2 separate regions of the Gossypium hirsutum genome follow, and region 1 is linked to region 2. Evidence: chromatin contacts called from public Hi-C data. All regions are on one chromosome and are shown on one strand. Each heading gives the region's core, a stretch centred on a gene start, on an enhancer-like site or on the middle of the called end of the contact. The rest is flanking DNA. Distances are from core to core; before and after follow the strand shown.

What was found. Hi-C and Micro-C count contacts between places; a contact is called where the count stands out from the background.
Region 1: a contact with region 2 is called in a Hi-C map of leaf, with 2.5 times the contacts expected there. The contact joins the promoter of LOC107888707 here to the promoter of LOC107888711 in region 2. A contact is called at or near these places in 3 of 34 Hi-C or Micro-C datasets (callus and leaf).

Annotation. Positions count from the first base shown.
Region 1 is chrA09:15,177,540-15,180,386 of Gossypium_hirsutum_v2.1, forward strand. LOC107888707 (transcription factor GTE8) reads right to left here and starts at 1,374. Exons shown (of 10, transcript XM_016812884.2): 1 at 1-1,374. The coding sequence starts at 309.
Region 2 is chrA09:14,837,629-14,840,634 of Gossypium_hirsutum_v2.1, forward strand. LOC107888711 (probable carboxylesterase 11) reads right to left here and starts at 1,752. Exons shown (of 2, transcript XM_016812887.2): 1 at 437-1,752. The coding sequence starts at 1,242.

The DNA of each region.
Region 1 (2,847 bases), core at 124-2,623, 340 kb after region 2:
TGTCCTTTGCAACTCAACTTTCTTCTGAAGCATCCGAATCTGCTCCAATTCATGTCTCAACCTATGCATCAAATCCTTTCTTTCAAACTGTGACAATTTTGACAGTGACAGCACTTCCGTACGGACACCAAAGGTGCCAAGTTTATCAGGGTTCAAACTGATACATTTTCTCTGCGGTGCACTTGAATCTTCTGAAGCAGTAAACTCCATATCAATTCTTCCTGAGCTACCAGATCCCTCTGATTCACCAGGAGGCTCATACGGGCCACAGTAATACTCTCCTGCAAACCTATCACGCTTTGCCAACATCTTAGCCAAAGCACCTTTCTTCTTATATCCCTTTATTCAGTGTAAAGGAGCTGCTGACTTAATTGCCGCACTCTGAAGATATCAGCCATAGGAGCAAAATTATCCCATCTGATTTTCTAGAGTAACTATAAATCCACCCTTTAACTACAACTACTAGAGTAAAGGTCAGTAAAAGTTTTAAACAAGTTTAAATCAATTCCCACCGCACTTACCCAAATATAAAATATTTAACCATTGTGAATACTTTCTTGAACTATTTATCTTTTGAAAGACACAAATTCACTAGATTAAACACTAGAGAAGAGAACATTAATAGGAACCAAATTCTCCCATTCCACAGTGAATAAATCCAGATTTAAAATTTTCCCGACGATGGGAAAGGAATTAAACAGCACGAGAATAAATTGAACTTATTCACAGTTCAATTAAAGCAGCTCTTACCTGCATTTACCCAGATCCTGAATTTTATTTACACTACCCATCTTTAGAAACCCCAAATTCACCACATTAATTAAGAAAAAAACCCACCATATTGAACTCTATAAAACACCTAAAAGGCAAGAACGCGAAATTCGCATTTAATAAAATTTCAATCATGCAGGAAAGCTAAAATTGCAAGTAGAAAAACTAGCTTACTGATTTAAATTGAAAATATATAGTATCATTTACTAGATAAAGCCTCAAATCTTTACAACAGAAGAAGCTTGATACAACAAAAACCCTAATCCAATATCAAACCCCTCTCGCCCTAAGAATAAAACCCAAACCCGGATCCAAAAAGAAATCTAAAACCCATAAGAAACCAGTAACAATTACCAGTCTGTCACTGCTCGCTCACTGTTCCTCCTATGTCGAGAACCCTTTCTTCCCTTCCTCAATCGTTTCGCCGACAAAGTAAAAGAGAGAAGCAAAAAAAAAAGGCACAAACAGGAGAAAACTCTAGATCAAGAAACCCTAGAGAAACTAATAATTAATATTCTTAAAATAGAAAGGAAAAATGTTTTATTGAATTTTAAAATTTTGGATCGAAAAAGATTATTGGCGAGATCAGGAAGGGAGTTTAACTTCGTATCTCGTCTCTCTATTTAAAGGGCTTTTGCTTCTTTTGGAGAAATTATGACCGCTAGATTCAGGATGAAAGTCAACGGACGGTTCGATTTAAGATCGATCTCGAACGTCCGCTTTTGGCATGCTGATTTAGCACTATTAATCATTCAAATTTGTTTTTTGTCAATTATTGTTTTAGTCCCTGTACTATTCTAAAATTCAAAATTTATTCCTTCTACTTCAATTTCCCATAATTTTTTTTATGATGTCATTAATAGCACCATTCACACTTACGGGGAAGGCAATAAAGCAGCTGGTGCTCTATGTCGAATGGCTAGTTCCATGCTACCGAATCTTTCAGTTTTCACTTCGCCTTTAAATGAAGGGATTCACGAACTGCATCACAATGTACTTAGGATAGTTCCTTAATTCCCTATTATTTCTCTTATTCCTACCATTAAAGTAATAATATTTTTTTAAAATTATTACTCAATTACACAATCGATGAAAAATCTAGTCAACTAGTAACAAAATTCACATTTTAATCAAATATTTAATTTTTATTTTTTATCTAAAAATTATGTCATAACGACAATAAATAATAGTGTTATCAATTTTAACCTACTAATAATATAATAAAAACAAAGAGATCAAATTATATTAAATTAAAAAAATTAAATTTCAAATTTCAAGATATTATTTAAATAAAAATTAGAATTTTTTTTTTTTGGATAAAAGCTTGTTTTTGTTCTACATAGGTATTATAGAAACCTCACTCAACCTAGGTATAGTCTACCCGACTTTCTACACCCATATACAACATGGCACATAAAAGATTCAACTCTTATCAAATGTCTCAAAGTTCTTGTTTGAGCAAAAATGGTCAACACCACAAACCAATTCACTCTCCGCTATAATATCGCATATGGTATCCAAGATCATGTAATCTATAATTTAATCCTATAAACACAACATTTCATTCGTAAAGTTTGACACTTGAAAAAACTCAAATCACTTTTGTACATGTTTTAAAGGTTCGACTAAAAAAATGATAATCTCTCTCTTTTTCTCTTCATGGATAACAAACCATGAAAAGTTAAACAAAAATATGAAGTCAGTCCCGTCAACAAAGGCTATGTTCATCTAGGCTATGTTCATCTCTAACCTTGATAAGATAGTGACTATCAAATTTAGGCATGATGAGCAATTGACTCATGTTAGATGTAATATCCCGAATTAGGGCCTAATCGGAATAGTGGTTTCAGGACCACAAATCCGAGATAAAATGTAATGACCCAAAATTCACGGGCATCGGAAAAGTATAATATCGGGCCTCCGTCTTAGTAAATTGAGTTCGAAAATAATTATTAGAAATATTTACTAGACTAGTTGTGTGTTTAATTAGGTTTTAGATCGATGAATTTAGCTTAATTATGAGTAATTAGCAAAAAGGATTAAATTGCAATAGAAGTGAAAGTTAATTATAGATTA
Region 2 (3,006 bases), core at 502-3,001:
TTAACTAACCCTACACGTTCAACCAATTCAGATTAAAATTTTACCCACATTGCATCTACCGACACTGAACGAATTTAAGCTTATAAGTCAAACTTTTATGATCAAAGTTGCAGTTTCTACCTCATATCGTGAACCTAATCGACCTATAAACTAAACTACAAGCAATGCATATAACATCTCCAGCCAAAAACACATCAATAGCTGAAAATCTAACAAAAACATCAAACAAAAGTGAAGATCACAGCATCCCATTCATACTAGGATAAAATTGAACTTAACTAACCCCTTTATTTTCAATCAAATAAATTCATTTACAAAAACAAATACAAATACAAAAAGATAATAAAAAATAATAAAATAAGAAGAAGAAGAAGAAGAAGAAGAAGAAGAAGAAGAAGATCGAAACATTGAATGGTTAAAATGAAGAAATAAGAACCTTGATGGATCACCATGAGCTGCCAACCACGGCTCAACCATGGAAGCCCCAAATGCATCCACAATATGTCTTTGAACTTCGGCCTTGGTAAACTCTGCTCCAACCCCACGAGCCCCACTCCCCATTGACTTACAACACTCGGCTAAATTCGCTTGCTTCCCTAACCAATTCAAGACCTTCAATCCATCGTCAAAAGCAGCCGGATACTTATTCTCCGGCGCCAACCTATAACCAACGGCCACAACTATAACATCACACAATTTCGCTATCCTCCGACAAAAGAAATCGTTGGCGACCGACTCATTGCTCCCACTAACCCAACCCCCGCCGTGAAACTGTAACATTATCGGTAATTTTCGACATTTTTGAGGTTGTGGTGAATAACCTCGATAAACATTATTGTCGGATCTTGAATTTAACCCATCAAGACTGCTTCTTCTCGAATCATTTCTCGGGGTCCCGGTATCAGAAGGAGCATAGCTGTTCCTCCGGTGATTAATGGAATTGGGATCTAATAGGGAGGATCTGAGGTGGGATTTGGGGTGGGATTGTTCGGGAGGGGAAAGAGACGATTCGGGGAGGAAGATCCGAATACAGAGGGCAGTAAACGGGTCAATGTGAATGTCTTTAGTGGCGACACCGTCGGTGAAACAAGGATTGGGAGCGGAAACGGATTCTTCGGGTCGGGTCGTGACACCGTAAGGATTGGAGGATTCGTCAATAGGATCTTGAATCCAGCTTTGCAAACGCTGCTTCAAGAGGAACTTGAAGAATACACTATATAATTTTACAGCTACGCTTGGCATTTCCCTTAAAATTTTTTTTCTAATTTTTACAACAAAAACAAAAGTTCTTTTTAATGTTTTTCGTCGAAAACAACTTCTGGGTATTGATCTTTTCAACGTTTTTTGTTGATGAATTTGCAGAGCCCCGAAATAAATGAAGATGATGCTTTTCCCTTCCCTTTTTTTTTTCTTTCCAATTCTGAGGTTTTTTTCTTCCTTTTTTTATTTTTTATTTTTCCTGTTTTTGGGTTTTTTAAGGTTGAGATAAATTCAAGGTTTTTGGAAGGGGAAAGAAAAGTATGAAACTGTGAAATGGGTTAATTATAGGTTGAAATTTGACATGGGAATTGGGTGATTAGGGTTTATAAAAACTGGGAAATTATGCTTGAAATCTGATACCATATATTTCAATGGCAGACCAAATGGAAGTGTAGAATGAAAGAAAGAAAAGAAAAGAAAAGAAAAGGGAAGCGAAGAAGAGGGCCCTTGGTTGTATGATAGGTTACAATAAGATCATGCAACCAGCAACTTTAATAAGATGTTCTTTTTTATTTGCTTTTAATGATAGGCTGTTAAACTATGAGGTTATTTTAGTGATAAAAATGTTGGAAAATGGGATTAATATACTTTATATATTATATATAGCCTAATGACTTAATTGACCTCTCAAGTGAGAGGTACGAGAATTAGAAAGGTAGATCTAGAATTTGGGCAAGACAAATTAATTGTAAAGTTGATAACTTCTATTGGGAAATGTTACATTTTGAAGTCCCTATCATTGTGTTTAAATAAATTCTAAGTCCTTCCATACCAAAAAAAAAAAAACATAAAACATATATTTAAAGCCTTTATTTCATCATACCTTTTATATTATGATTTAGAATTTTAATTTTATTCTTAAATTTAAAAAAACTATAATTGAATGTTTAAATTATCATTTGTATCAATTAAATTCTTAATAAAAGTATTATAAATGTCTCTGTATTAATAGTTAAATTTTATTTTGGTCATTTTATTAAAAAAAGTAAATTAATCTATATATATTAAACTAAAAAACAAATTAGTTTTTTCAATTAAAATTTTCATCCATTTTCTAAAGTTAAAAATTAGCATGATTAACGAAATAACTAAACAATTATACATGGCATGCCACATATATCTCATGTCGACGTATAAGGACCAGATTTTTAACAATAGAAATAGATGAAATTTTTAATAGAATAATCAATTTACTTTTTTAACTAACGTACAGAAACTAACTTTTTCGTTTTTTTAATAGAGCAAAATACAACCCCACACCTAATACAAGGCCTCCATAATACTTTTACCTCAAATTCTTTTCTAATTAACTAAATTTAATGTAGAACATATTAAATACATATATATTAATTATATAAATAAATTGGTTTTAACTTGGTAAGAAAAATCTCTTAAATTTTAATAACCAATTATCATTTATGTGAAACATATTTATAACATGATATTCAAATTTTAAATATATATTTATTGTATGAATAAATTAGTTTTAACTTGTTAAGAAAATCTTTCAAATTTTAATTATAAAGATTCTTTTAAAAAATTATGTTTCATAGAAAATTTAAACTTATATTTAACCCATAAAAGATATTGACCACTATAATATTAATACTTTGATAATTCAATTAATATATTTTGAATTTCGTGGCTAATTTAAAATTTATATTTTTTTATATTTGAATATTGCAAAAATATATATTAAAATATGTGGTGGAGAAGTTACTTCCAGAAATATGTTTTCTTTTTTAA